2 separate regions of the Mus musculus genome follow, and region 2 is linked to region 1. The links are chromatin contacts, called in public HiChIP or PLAC-seq maps. All regions are on one chromosome and are shown on one strand. The core of a region is the stretch at or near the end of the contact, and the rest is flanking DNA. Distances in the headings are between cores, read along the strand shown. Region 1 holds the start of Selenos (selenoprotein S). Region 2 overlaps Lrrk1 (leucine-rich repeat kinase 1).

The links. HiChIP or PLAC-seq counts read pairs in DNA pulled down with a chosen protein or histone mark.
Region 2: a contact with region 1 is called in an H3K4me3 HiChIP or PLAC-seq map of bone marrow-derived macrophages, with 4 times the contacts expected there. The contact joins the enhancer-like site here to the promoter of Selenos in region 1. A contact is called at or near these places in 6 of 39 promoter capture datasets (the C10 cell line, the HPC-7 cell line, frontonasal cranial neural crest and 3 more), 1 of 15 datasets of contacts at CTCF or cohesin (the NIH/3T3 cell line), 13 of 484 Hi-C or Micro-C datasets (B cells, B-cell progenitors, the CH12 cell line and 9 more), 19 of 115 datasets of contacts at active chromatin or transcription factors (the 230-238 cell line, CD8 T cells, bone marrow-derived macrophages and 15 more) and 3 of 9 other capture datasets (adipose tissue, liver and pancreatic islet).

What each region holds. Positions count from the first base shown.
Region 1 is chr7:66,076,503-66,083,589 of GRCm38.p6, forward strand. Selenos (selenoprotein S) reads left to right here and starts at 3,147. Exons shown (of 6, transcript NM_024439.3): 1 at 3,147-3,287; 2 at 3,830-3,964; 3 at 6,898-7,004. The coding sequence starts at 3,212.
Region 2 is chr7:66,275,910-66,282,634 of GRCm38.p6, forward strand. Lrrk1 (leucine-rich repeat kinase 1) reads right to left here. Exons shown (of 34, transcript NM_146191.3): 22 at 6,265-6,428; 23 at 5,719-5,858; 24 at 3,285-3,534; 25 at 2,614-2,780. It overlaps Gm33442 (a long non-coding RNA gene), which reads left to right. Exons shown (of 4, transcript XR_003946791.1): 3 at 1,144-1,312; 4 at 1,720-1,892. Gm45989 (a long non-coding RNA gene) reads left to right here and starts at 5,817. Exons shown (of 4, transcript XR_001778164.2): 1 at 5,817-5,882. Within about 2 kb of position 2,287, at least 7 of the 459 cell types and tissues checked have an H3K27ac peak or open chromatin away from gene starts, as enhancers often do.

The DNA of each region.
Region 1 (7,087 bases), core at 1,897-4,396:
AGTGGCAGGTCCTTACTGCTTGAGCAGGACTGGCATTTTATTGCCTTCTCTGAGCCCATGAGCTCCCCACACCCTTCATCCTGTGTAGCTGCTTGTTATATTGGAAAACAGCAATTTTGGCAGTTTGCCAGCAGGAAACACCATCTGTTTCCTTCCATATTGACTCTGCTCTTTATTTTTAATGCTTTTATTACCCTATATTAATTATATATAGTAATGGACTTCATTACATGCCCATAATGTATTTTAATTGTACACACACACACCTATTAGCCTCCTTTGTCCTTCAGATGGTCTCCCTCTTTCCAATTAACTACCCACTTTCTGTGTCTGGCTTTAGGGTTGATTATGGAAGCTTGGGCAGCCTTACCAATGGCTACACCACTGAACAAAACGTTTCTTAATCCTCCATCAACTAGTAACTGTAAGTCTTGGGGGTGGGGCAGGCCCCAGTTAGCACCTCCTCATCTCAGTGGTAGGATGTTGAGGAGCCCAGTCTTGTGCAAATCTTGTGACATTCGTGATGAACAAAACTAGGCTTTCTATGCCTTGAACAACTAACTAAGCTATACTCAAAACTGATAACAGGTCTGCTTACTCTCCATTAACCAAAGCATTTACCTGGCTGAATACAGTGGATGGGGAAATTCTAACCTGAAGGACATGGCTATAAGAAGGGCCCAGACAAGGATGTGACAGTAAGTGACAGGTTAGAGCCAGACATTGAGTCTACATAGCCAGTGGTGGGCGTTGTGGTTACTATTCACCTTTGCCCTAGTTTTCCAGGTAACATCTGAGCTGTTCAGGTTAAGTACAGGGAGGCAGCTACCACATGAAATGTCAAAGGCGTCACACCTGAGAAGTAGGAGCAGGATTGCAGGAACTGAAATTAAACCCTAAAACCCATGCACTCAATTCAAAATACCTTAAATTTTAGTTGAATATTATACTGTGTATCTAAGTATGTACACTGGGTTTGTAAACAAAGTTATTGTTGGGTGTGTGTGTCTATTTTTAAATTTGGCTTTGCTGTTTGGAGAGGGGGCTAACTACAGAGATATGCCTGCCTTTGTCTCCCATGGTTTTGGTTTTGTTTTTTGAGGCAGGCTTACACTGCCAAGTGTGGCCTTCCTGTTGACACCAAAGATGACTCTGAATTCCTGATCCTCTTACCACCATCTCACAAATGCTGGGATGAGAGACATTTGCCACATACTCGGGTTTGCAGTGGGGGACCTTACACCTAGGATTCTGTACGTGCTAGGCAAGGAAGCACCTGGCCAATTGAGATACAATCCTACTCCTACTTTGTATGTTTTAACATGTTATCTTTCTGAATTGCTAGTTTCCATGTTAGATTGCAAAGTTCCAAGCGGAAGAGATTCCTTGGCTAAGACTATGTAAAATAATGATTTCATTATTACACTGTTTTATCTGTGTATCATGTACTTTGATCCTATCCATTCACCTCCCTTTTTATTGGTTTTGGGTTTTTGGTTTTTTTCAAGATAGGGTTTCTCTGTAGTCCTGGTTGTCCTGGAATTCACTCTGTAGATCAGGTTGGCCTTGAACTCAGAAATTTGCCTGCCTCTGCCTCCCAAGTGCTGGGATTAAAGGCATGGTTTTGGTTTTTTAAGACAGGGTTTCTCTGTGTAGCCCTGGCTGGAACTCACCCTGTAAACAGAGCTGGCCTCTAACTCAGGGATCAGCCATCCTCTGCCTCCTGAGTGCTGAGATTAAAGGAGTGAGCCAGCACCTCCTCTTTTAATGAAACTAACCCCTCTTAACCAGTGTGCGGGGATTAAAGGCTTTTAAGGCAAGGTTTCTCTGTGTAGCCCTCACTGTCCTGAGCGTCAAATTCAGAGACTCACCTGTGTCTGCCTGCTGAGTGCTGGGGTTGAAGGTGTGTGCCAACATTTCCCCTCCACCTTGTCTTTTAATGAAACTAAACATTACTTATTTCATCATCATGATTGCAGATGTTAAGGGACTGGATCAACAGGCAAATGAGCAACCTCCTCTCTCGTAACCAGATGTTTCACTTGCTCTGTATGATGTGAGAAATCACCTTAAGCAAAGAGAGAGGGTTCAAACTGGCCTCAGAGGTGGGGTGGCAGTCATCGGTACCAAAAAAGAAAAAAAAATTAAACTGATCCTTTTTTACCACTGAGAAAACTATTAAAATCATAAAACTTTAAAAATTTAGCAATTTTTTAAAAAAGCCATGTTGTGTCTGAAAAAAAAAATCAGCAAATTCATGGCTATCTTCATATTCTTAGCTTCATATCCAGTCATCAAAGTCTATTTTCAAGGTGGTTGATAATGTGAAGTGACTCCAGGCTTTTCTCTCCCATGTCCCCAGATGGAGTCGCTGAATTAGAAGATCCTTAACAGACTAGTTTTTATGACACAGTGAGTTTTATTTCCATTTTGGAGATTCAAAGTCCTCAAGCTTGGTACAGCACCGTATAGATTCCATCAGGCTCCTCAGGCTGAGTCATCTCACGGTGGGGTGCACAGAAATCTAGTCTCTTTTTCTCTGGGGACACCCACATTGACCTCATATAGTAGTTTCCCAAAGGATCCCACCTTTAAACACCACAGAGTTCTCACCTTCTTAATCCCATTAATCTATGGAAACTTGATTCCATCAGTTCCTTTTCAAATCGCAGCTATCTCCTTTATTGCCTTCCTAGTATGTTGCAGAGAACCATTACAAAAACTGTGGTAATGTAACACATAAGAGCCTAAGTTGAAGTCATTACTACATTAATTCCTTCCCTTGAGACAGTGGATCAGAAGAAAGGAATTCTAAGTAGATCGCTTTCCGCACGTTAGGGGAGGGGAATCTATGCTGCAAACCTTTAGGGCCCGGTGACAAGGGCGGGACTCAAATCTCATCTCCAGGAGGTTTCAAATCTCTTGAGCCTCAATGTCCAATCAGTATCAAATACAAGATCGGTTATCCGAGCTATGCCGAGTTGAGCTGCGAGCTCCTCCCTGAAAGTCAAACGCGCTTCCGCCTGGGCATCTTTCAGCCCCGCCCTCTGGTCACACCCCCCCTGTGATTGGTCGAGCGTCGAGGTAGGTCGAGCCACGATAGGTCAGTACCGCCACGGCAGTGAGCGCCACGTGTACATAGGGCCGAACCGGAAGCGCAGAGCAGAGAGGAGCAGCGGGCTTGTCGTTGGTGGCGGTGGCGGTGGCCGCCATGGATCGCGATGAGGAACCTCTGTCCGCGAGGCCGGCGCTGGAGACCGAGAGCCTGCGATTCCTGCACGTGACAGGTCAGGGGCGGCGGGCGCCGCCATGCTCGGTGGGTCGGCCTCCAGGAGGCTTGGCGTTAACGCCGCGGACTGGCCGAGCCTGCTTGTTGGGCCGGAGCTCACCTTTCTCGAAGTCGCCCTAGCTGGGCGGGCGCTCGCGGACTTGGCTCACGGGAGTCCCTTTAACATTTTCCTTTTGCAGTGGAGTCCTCCGCCCGGCGTTTCACTCTACCCGACACTAACACACTGTTGTCTCACTCCTTAACAAAGTGTAACTCACGGAGTCTGGATGGCCTTTGCTTTCCTGAATCAGATAGACACGTCCCCTTTAGTCCTTCAGAACCTAGCTGCTGGGCTCTGCACCCTCCGGGCTACTCCCGAGTCCCCTTGTAGTTGAGAAGTTTCTGTACCCAGCGATTCGCTTCTTAGGAGTCCATTTCCAGCTAGACTGTGAAGGTTCTGAAAGAAGAAGCTATGACTATTTTTGTAGAGTATTATTGAAAAAAATGCTATTACCATTTCTGAAACTGGTTTCTTTCTCTTTTTTTTTTTTTTCCCCCCAGTGGGCTCCCTGCTGGCCAGCTATGGCTGGTACATCCTCTTCAGCTGCATCCTACTCTACATTGTCATCCAGAGGCTCTCCCTTCGACTGAGGGCTTTGAGGCAGAGACAGCTGGACCAAGCCGAGACTGTTCTGGGTTAGTGCCATGTGGTAGAAATGAAGGCGCCTGTCATTTACTTAGTGGGTGGTGGCAAGACATGCCTTTGAGGTTTGAAAGATTTTTATTGAGATGCAAAGACTCCGTGATGGTGTATAGCATACTCAATGCACATCTTGTTCGGTGCATGGGGACCAGTCCCTGGAGATGGCCAGGTCTTGTGGAGGAAACAAGAAGTGTCAAGGGGCGGGGGTGGGGGTGGGGGGATCAGGCATTGGGGTCCTGGGAATCTTGCCACCTGACTGACTGGAAGTGGGGTGCTGCTTTATACAGCACTCCGTAGACAGGGATGGATTCATAGATCATATTTTTGTCCCCAGATGTATTTTAGCTTCCTCGTAGTCATAAGTTTAGCCATCATTGATAAACCGTGACAGAGCAGAGTTATCTTTTACAATCATTTTCCCTCATCAACCCCGTAGCCCATTTTTTTAAAGAATCTAGAGGCATATTTTGCCAAAGCATGACAGTCCATTCTCAGGCTGGTAGCTCTTATGGTTTCAAAGGCACTAGACAGAAAATCTCCAAGCCAGCCTGGGTAGGTTGTCATGTCCTATGGCAGTAGATTAGCAGTTTATTTAATCAACTTTTGATGGTTAGAGTGCTAATTGTCATTAGGCCCAAGGAAAATCTTCAGGCCAGAACTGCTACAGTTATTATTCAATTTTGGATGTAATACAATGTTTTTATCTTTGTGGAATTTATTTTTAGGTCTGAACTTGGTATTCTTTTGTTCCTTGGCCATAGGACATCACAGTGGTCCTGCATAGACTAATTTTTCCAAGGGAGGTCTTAATCCCTCATTCTTCTATCATTTATCCACACCATCCTTTGTCCATCAGGATAAGCCCCCGTGTAGGGCAGAGATAACTCAAGCCGGTTTAACTTTGTTGTTGTATCTTTTTCCTGGAGGGGCATTCCATATGTGCCCCCCCCAATGTTATATATGCCACGTATTCCCCTGAGTGACAGGAGGAAGAGGCTTTAACCTGATTGATCGGCTGCCAACCTCTCCAGCCTGCTGAGTCTTATTTCTCTTTTAAGTTTACCTTGTTCTAATTATCTTGTGCCTGAGTAAATGGAGAGGCGAGTGCGTGATCCAAGGATATCTTGGAGCCTGAGCCTCACAAGGAGATCTCTGGTGTCTTTATTTGAGACACAACCTCCGGGCCTAAGGAAGACCCTCAAGTAGAGCCAGATAAGGATGTCTCCCTAAAAGTGGGGTGAGTGGTATGCTTAGGACTCCCCTAGGAACGCTTAGAAGCTGTCCTCTTGGGAGAAGGCATAAGAGAGTCATACGCTTCCCATCAATCCCCAAGTTGTACAAATATTAAAAGTCCCCAAGCATGCAACACATGGAGATCAAGACCAGAAGTGGAAGACCATGTGACAGCGATTGTATCGCTCTGCTCAGCTTTGATAGATAGCGGTCAAGCAGCTGTGCTGGCTTTGTGACTTTCACTGTTCCCATTAGCTGTGGCTGGGCCAGTTAGTGGGTCTTAATTTACAGAGGATTAAAATGAAAATGTCACCCTTTTCTTTGTGCTCCAGCGACACCCCCCAGTGAACCTCTCTAGAATTATTGTGAGTGACCAGAAACTCAGTGTTAGGGTCTGTCTGTCCCTCCATCCCTCCCTCCCTCCCTTCCTTCCTCCCTCCCTTCCTTCCTTCCTTCCTTCCTTCCTTCCTTCCTTCCTTCCTTCTTCCAGTTACTGTGCCACACCTCCCCCCATCTCCAGTGTTAGGTTTTACACGCACTCCATTTTGATTTTTCCCTGACCTCATCAGACCTGATTTCCACTTACCATTTGGTTGTTTAGAGAAAGCTCAAAGGGCAGCCATTCTGTGTAGAAGCTTCACTCCTGTGTGTGTATCCTAAAGAAACACTGTTTTATATTGCAGTATAACTTAAATATAGATTACCATTCAACTGATTACTGCAGTACTGAGATGGGTGGATTTACAACTAGGTAGAAAACTAAACTAGGGCTGGGTGTGGGGCACACACCTTTAATCCCTACATTCAGGAGGCAGAGCAAGGCAGATCTGTGTGAATCTGGGGTCAGCCCAGCCTGCATAGTTTTAGGTCAGCCAGAGCTACATAGTAAGACCCTGTTCTAAAAAAAAAAAAAAAAAAAAATTAAATAAGCTGGGGCTGGGGCTGGGGCTGGGGCTGGGGCTGGGGCTGGGGCTGGGGCTGGGGCTGGGGCTAGAGCTGAGGCCCAGTTTGTAGAGTGCTTGACTAACATACACAAGACAGAGCATTTGATCTCCTGTACCAAGTAGAAGTGGGTGTGGTGGCAGACTTCTGTAGTCCTGCACATGGACGTGGATGCAGGAGGAACAGGAGTTCAAGGTCATTCTGCTATATAGTGAGTTTGAGGCCAGTCGAGGTTATCTAATACATGATTAATTTATTTTTTATCTAATATATAATTAATTTGTTATTTGCATATACATCTGCAGGCCAGATGAGGGCATCAGATCCCCTTATGGTTGTGAGCCACCATGTGGTTACTGGGAATTGAACTCAGGACCCCTGGAGGAACAGCCAGCGCTCGTAACCACTGAGAATTTCACCAGTCCAACATTCAGATTCTTAATGCTAGTTGAAAGGACTTTGCTTTGTAGGACCAAGAATAAGAATCTTACACCTCTTCTCATTGACCTGGGCCGGTCAAGTGATGGATAGAGATGCAAATTCCTTCTGTTTTGCTTTGTGGAATGCTGGTCAGTGCAAGTGAGATGGCCACCTTGTACAGTGTTCTCTCACTCATCTTGGTGGCCATCAGAGCACTTAGTGCTCTGCCATGAGTATACAAGGGGATCCTTTGTTGTGGTTTCCTGACATTTGAACCTTTCTCTAGAGACGATTTCATATGGACTCATACCTACTTGCTTTTCTATTTTAGAACCTGATGTTGTTGTTAAGCGGCAAGAGGCTTTAGCAGCTGCTCGTTTGAGAATGCAGGAAGATCTAAATGCCCAAGTTGAAAAACATAAGGAAAAACTAAGACAGGTATGAACTGGGTTGACTTAATCCATTTGTTGGGTCTTTTTGTTTTTCCCTTGAGCCTGCTAAGCAAGGTCTCTCTCACTAAT
Region 2 (6,725 bases), core at 1,037-3,536, 200 kb after region 1:
GTCACTCTAAAGAGACAACTCTGCCAACTGTGCTTCACTGTAAGTCACCCTGAAATTCTTTTCTGCGCTGTGTTCAAGGGCCCCAAAGGGAGGTCCTCAGGCTACTGCAGTTGAGTCAAGTCTTCCAGTTGCAAATGACAACACGAGTCTCTTCCTTTCTCAAGAGCTAATGTGGCCTTATCACTTGTGACAGTTTCTGGGCACTCCGTGAGTTTTCCCAGGTTCCCTTAAGGGAGGACCACCATGGGGCTCCAACCTCCTTACAGTTCTCACCACAGCTGCCACTCACATGGTGGTACCGGTGACCTTATTTCATCTGCATCCCCTTACTGTGTTCAAAACCTGGCCCAGGCACTATTTGGAATGCAATTAGGCTCCTTCCCCTCCACCCTCAGGGTCACTGCAGGTTACCTTATTCTTAATCAAGTAGCCAGGACTAGTGAAGGTGAAAAACCACCATCACTATCATCAGCCAGCGGGACATCTGTCCATGGCTGCGGGCCTGTGACATTCACATGAGAGGAGAAAGGTCTACAGCAGGGATGAGTGATTTCCAGCCATGCTGTCACTTCTTCCAGCACCCCTGACAGTCATGCATCTCATGCAGGATGGCCTGCAGGAGGCTCTGGAGACTCAGGACAGCACCCCTGGCTGTGGCCAGTCCACAAAGGATCATCTGTCTTTGAAGCCAGTAGTCAGGGTAGAGCCCAGTCCTGACTGTTTTGTTTCCCATTTCTATTCCACTTCCTAGGCAGGCCTGTGTGAAGCCCTGGGAGAAACCTGCTGTAACCTCTGTAGATTTATTCAAGACCTTTGTGGGGTTGGCTCCTCCCTTGTCAGCTCTTGACTTTGGGTCAACGCATATGCATTGGATACTCCGTTAGTCAGATTACCCAGTTGGGACTCAAGGTTCCCTAGTTACCCACAGTTCCAGGTGCTTCTTATCACCACTGTGGAGGGTACTTTCTAATGGGCACTGCTGGGTATGAAGCACCATTGAATTCTAATAGTCTGCATTAGGTCCAGGATTTCCAGGGGACTTTTATCAGCCTGAGGTTTGTCAACCAAGTCTGTCAGATCAGTGCAGAAACAAATATTCTCCTCAATGAATTGCAAATTGGTTTCTTTCTTTTCCGTTTCTAGGATTCTAATTTTTCTACCAAAAGAACATACATTGGCTTTGTGATCACAGCGTGACCTATCCTGAACAAGGGGCAGTTCCACAGGCTGGAGTGAGGAGGCCTGAGCTGAGCACTATGGTTAGACCGTGTCTCCCCTTCACCCCTCAATGCTCACGTGTGGAAAACTTAAGGTAGCCATGCCAAGGGGTGGGCATGTTAGAAAAGGAAATACAACCCCCTCTGGGCTTCTGGCTGTCCACTCTCTCACTCTTTGCCTTCTGGGATGATATAGTATGGAGATCCTCCAGCATCAAGCTCTGGGCTCTCTCACACATTACAACCTTGAGCCAAACAACTGTTTAGCAATTCCCCAGCATGGGGTATTCTGTGGTAGCAACAGAAATGGATTAATGGGAGCACTGAAGACCCCTTCCACTGGGGATCTTGGACTGCATTTGCTATGCAGGTCTGAGTGTGCTGCCTCCTGGCTTTCTTGGTGGGGTGTTGGGTGTAGATTGGGGGGGTGGGTAGTGGGGTGGGAACATCCCAAGTATCCCTTTACAAAGTTTGCCTCATTCTCTTGTCTTTCGTTATGCAGCTTTCTGCTTGCACAGGACATGGCTGAAGGAGCCCTGCAGATGAGGAGTCGGCCTGATATCAGAATGTAGAGAGACTCTCTTGTACTGAGTAGAAGCATCACCTGTCAATAAAAAAGGCCTATGGCCAATGAGATAAGACAGGGAATAGGAGGTGAGAGTTCTGGCAGAGAGAGGGAGAGGGTAGAGAGGGAGAGAGAGAGGGGAAGAGAGAGGGGGGAAAGAGGGGGGGAGAGAGGGAGAGAGGGAGAGAGAGAGGGAGAGGGGAAAAGAGAGGGGGTAGAGAGGGAGAGGAGAGAGAGAGAGAGAGAGAGAGAGAGAGAGAGAGAGAGAGAGAGAGAGAGAGAGAGAGGTTGATTCTGGGAAACAGTCAGATCTGGGAGATTCACTCCAGAACACTGAAGGAGAGGTGAGTAACCTCATAAACTAGAATAAACTCAGTTATTGAGCTATGAGCTAGTTAGGGAACAGAGCCAAAGCTATTATTGGCCTAAGTATTTACTCATCTATAAGAAGTCTTAGAGTCATTGTTTCTGGGAACAAAGTGGATAGGTGGGAAACCACGAGGTTCCAGGCGGTTCCACTTCAGATTACCCATCCATGTGTGCCAGGCCATTGGCAGGCACAAAGTAGACATGGGAGGAGTGGTCTCTGCTAACACACACTTCTGTCTAGACAGGTAGCAATATTAAGGCCTCACTTGGCTTGGATCGCCATCTTGTACTCCCCAACCTGCCAGGCCAGGCACAAAGCAGAGCTGCACCAACTATACCAGCCCCCAAATCCCCCTCCTGCTCCACGTGCACACGACCTCTGTCCTCCCTAAGGTAGCCTGGAGGTCAGACACAAGAGGGCTCATGTATCCGAAGAAAACGTGCTGGCTATGACCCCGTTACCTGCTGGGGCATTAGCAGAATTCTTGAACTTCTTGATATGGAACCTCTTCACAGCCACAGGCTGGCCCTGGTACCGGGCCTGGTAGATGACTGTGCCACTGCCACCTTGGCCCAGAATGCTGTTCTCACCCTCCGTGTGCTCCAGCTTGCTGTTCTCCAGGAAGAGCCTAGAGCACACACAGGGAGGGGTTAAGCCTCCAACCTCAGGCAGGGCATGTCCTGGACTCGGTTGCTAGTTTTCCCTCTGGGGGGAATAACAGTTCAAAGCCACTTGAGGTTGGATTGATCTAGGCTAACCCTGGATCTATCACATGTCAGGGGTAAACCTGTACAGCCTATGCAATCTCAGTCTCCTGCTCTGTATGGTGGCTACATCGCAGGGACACAGAGAGGAAGTGTGCTAACCTCGCAGAGGAGCAGAGAGAGAAGGTGGCCCTGTTGCTTTGTGAGCCAAGGGCAGCAGGGCCTGCTGAGGACTCCAGTAGAAAGCCATTGGTCTAATTACTTTCAGGAAGCTTAGGATGGGGGAATCTAAGTCACCTGAGACTCGGCAGGAAGGAATGGTTGGAACAATTACTGTCTGTCACCCCATGGTTACAGCGCTAAGCCGTGAACTGGTCGGAGAGGCACATAGCCTGCCTCCCTGTCCTGGGAGGGACCATGGGGCATACCTGGCTGGGAAGTCAGTCATGAACAGCTCTGGTACAAGCTCCTGAAGTGGTACTGGGAGGTCTGGGTGTCTGGGGCAGGAGATGAAGTCCCGTTCGATGGCTGTGAGCACACAGTCTTCCATATCAAAGTACTGCACGCTCTCTGACCTCTCGTTTGGATCTGCATGCTGGGCCCAGGATGCTTCACAGACAGGGCAGGGTACGTACTGCTCCATCAGTGGGGTCCCGTCACTTTCTGTGGCCGTCAGGGCTAAATGGGAACAGAGGGGACAGCTCCTGTGAACCGGCCGTGGGTGTTCTGAGCAGTACCCTAGAACTCTGAGCCTGGCTGGCTTTTAAATCAGAGGTTCTTTCTGCTCCTACCTGGGCCCAGGAGAGCCAGAAATCCAGTACTGCTCTGTGGTGACTTATTGCTTTGGTTTTGATTGTAAGGCAGGGTTTGGCTATATAGCTGAGGCTGGTCTCAAACTCAAGATCCTCTGGTCTCAGCTTTCTAAATTCTGGGGTTATAGCATATACCAACTGTCCTTGCCTTCCAGTGACATTTTGGACAGGGAAATTGTTGATCCCAAAGGACTCACCACAGAGGGGTTACCCCATGCTCTAGACACTGAGTTGCTTGCATTCATTGGAAGGCTGGTAGAGGAAGGCAAGACGGGAGTGGTGGAGACTTTACCTGAATGACTGGGGCCGAATCTGAGCTATAGTCCATTACTCTAACCACAGTTAGTACTGGTTAGAAACGGAGGGCCTACTGGCGTGCTCTAGGGAACTTAAATGCAGGGGATAATGAATACAAAAGATCATGGGGAAGCTGGACACTTGATGTGGGTTCCCCTATTAGGCTATACATCTTTTCTGTGTCCCTCTCATTAGGAGGTACTGAGAAACACTCATGAAAGTACCCTGGGCAGGGCAGTGACCTGCTTTGTACAGGACAGTATGGATTCCTAGATGTCCTGGGTGCATTTGACATCCACAGGGAGAGACTCTTGGTCGCTGGCTCTCGGGCATCTTGTCTCAAAGGCTTGCTTGGCTGAGTTTCTTCTCTCTCAGATTGCTGGCTAAGTGGCTTACCTGCCAAATCCCTAGCTCCTACTGGGGCGGGGCACAGGCTGGTTAGGGAGCTACTAAGAGGCTGGAGAGTTGATACAGGGCTTGGGAGCCCCATTGGCTGGCCAAGAGCCCTCTAGTCACCCTGACTCACATTGTGGCTGTTTTCTCTGAGAATCCCCTTCCTAAAGCCACTGTACATGTTGGTCACTCTTTGAAGCAATATGCAAGGGAGCAGGACTCTGTGTCTGCAATATGTATCCAGTGGCATCCTTAAGCACCTTCCCATTGTCCTCTTGGGATGTAAGACTCTGGGGCAGGTGAGTAGACCAGTTCATAGAGGCCTGTCTGACAGACAAGCCATCCAGAATTCCCCCCTCTGGTTTCCAGAGACTGCAAAGAGACTCCCTCAGCGGGCTCCTCCCCTCAGCGGGCTCCTCCCCTCAGCGGGCTCCTCCCCTCAGCGGGCTCCTCCCCTCAGCGGGCTCCTCCCCTCAGCGGGCTCCTCCCCTCAGCGGGCTCCTCCCCTCAGCGGGCTCCTCCCCTAAGCTGCATTCCTGCTGCTTGCTGCTCCAAAGCCACTCCCACCCCCACCCCCTACCCCACCCCCACCCTCCTTACCCTACCTTCCACCCCACCCACCCCACTCCCCTCTGTCTGCTCTCTGTCCACCCCAGCAGCAAAACAAACAGAGGCCCCCAGGGGCTTCGCTTCAAAAAGTATTTTCTTTGGGTCAGTTGTCAGTAGGGAAATGGATTCAAAGAGTCTGAGAAGGGCTGTGTGGGTGGTTTGCTCTTGACCAGGACTGGTAGGGGCATACTGGGAAGGAGGAACTGGCATCGCAGCTCTGCCCTCCCCCTCATTGACACCAGGGACAGCCCTCCACATTTGGGTCCCCCTGATGGCAAGCCCATTGATTTCAACTTACATAAACCAGGTATGAATCACACTAACAATGTCATTGGGCCACGTGTGGGACCCTGAGACATCCCTCCCATATATTGTAGGCATCCAGGAGACCTAACTAGTTCTGTCTTGTGACACATACCCTCTGTCACACTTAATCCCACAGGACCTCCTGTCCTAACCTGGAGCAGCACTCTTAGCAAAAGACTGAATCCTGGTGGCAACTTCACTTTCTCAAAGAGGCAGTCAGATATACCCATATACACATATGACATATATATGTATATGTGTATGTATTATGTATATGTATATATGTATGTCATATGCATAGATATATATGATATACATCTATTCACATATACACATATATTCACACACACACACACACACACACACACACATATATATATATATACATACATATATATGTTTATGTAAGCATGATCAAAGGCTTGGTTCCAGAATATTCTCTTACCAGGGAACCACTGGTCAATCAGGGAGTTGACATGGTCTGTGATAAAAGCCATTGCCGAGAAGTCCCTCATCTCTGACTGGCAGATGATTTTAATTCCTCCGCTTTTTTTCTTTTTCCAGTTCACATCTGAGGATTCCACACTGTAACCCGGAAATGAAAAGGAGGTCAGTGTCAGGAACCTGGGGCGATTCCCAGGGGACCCCCAGGATCTGTGTGCCCTGTAGGATATTGGGGTGGCTCTCCTGTTTAGATACCTGTTTTATTATCTAATTTGTTCTTGTCCCTATTCCCCCAACTGGAGTGAACTGAAACCCTGGACTATGGCTTCCCTCAGTCTATCCTGAAGAAGGAGTTGGGGAAGGGTAGGAAGATGGGGCCAGCGGGACATTCCAGGGAAGGTCTCTATTTCTAGCAAGCTACCATGATAAGCTTTCCTCAGGAGCAGAACTCTGGACTCCAAATGGGAAGGGCACTAAGTCAGGACTCTCACAGGACTGCTGCTTGGCTACCATGCTGACCTAGCAGGGGGCTCCCCAATGTTCCCACCTGAGGTAGCCCCCATCGAAAGTGACCAGCAGCCCTTCCTGCCAGTAGATGGTCTGATTTCTTCGGACTCGGAATGTACTGCAGCGGTTTCTCTGGCTCCCTGTAAAACTGTAAATAGTGACTTTCCGGTTCCTGCTTTTCGTATTCTTCTTGTTTTCAAAAAGCTGAAAGACGAGAGAGAAAGGGCCTGTTTAAGAATTCTGGGCTCCTCGTTGGCCTTGTGCGGAGCTCTGAGCAGGCCGACCCGGCCCCATCTTGATAAATCGCTGCATCTTTCCCACCCGTGCCTCCCACGCCTGCTGCTTTTCCCCGGCTGCCAAGTCAAAGGCCACATGGTGTGGAAGGGTCTCCTGGGTTCCCTGGGAACAGATTCTCCTAGTGATTACAAATAGGCTGTTCTCTCAAGACTTTCCTCCCTAACTTCACAAGTGAACACTTACATTAGATAATGTGGACCGGAC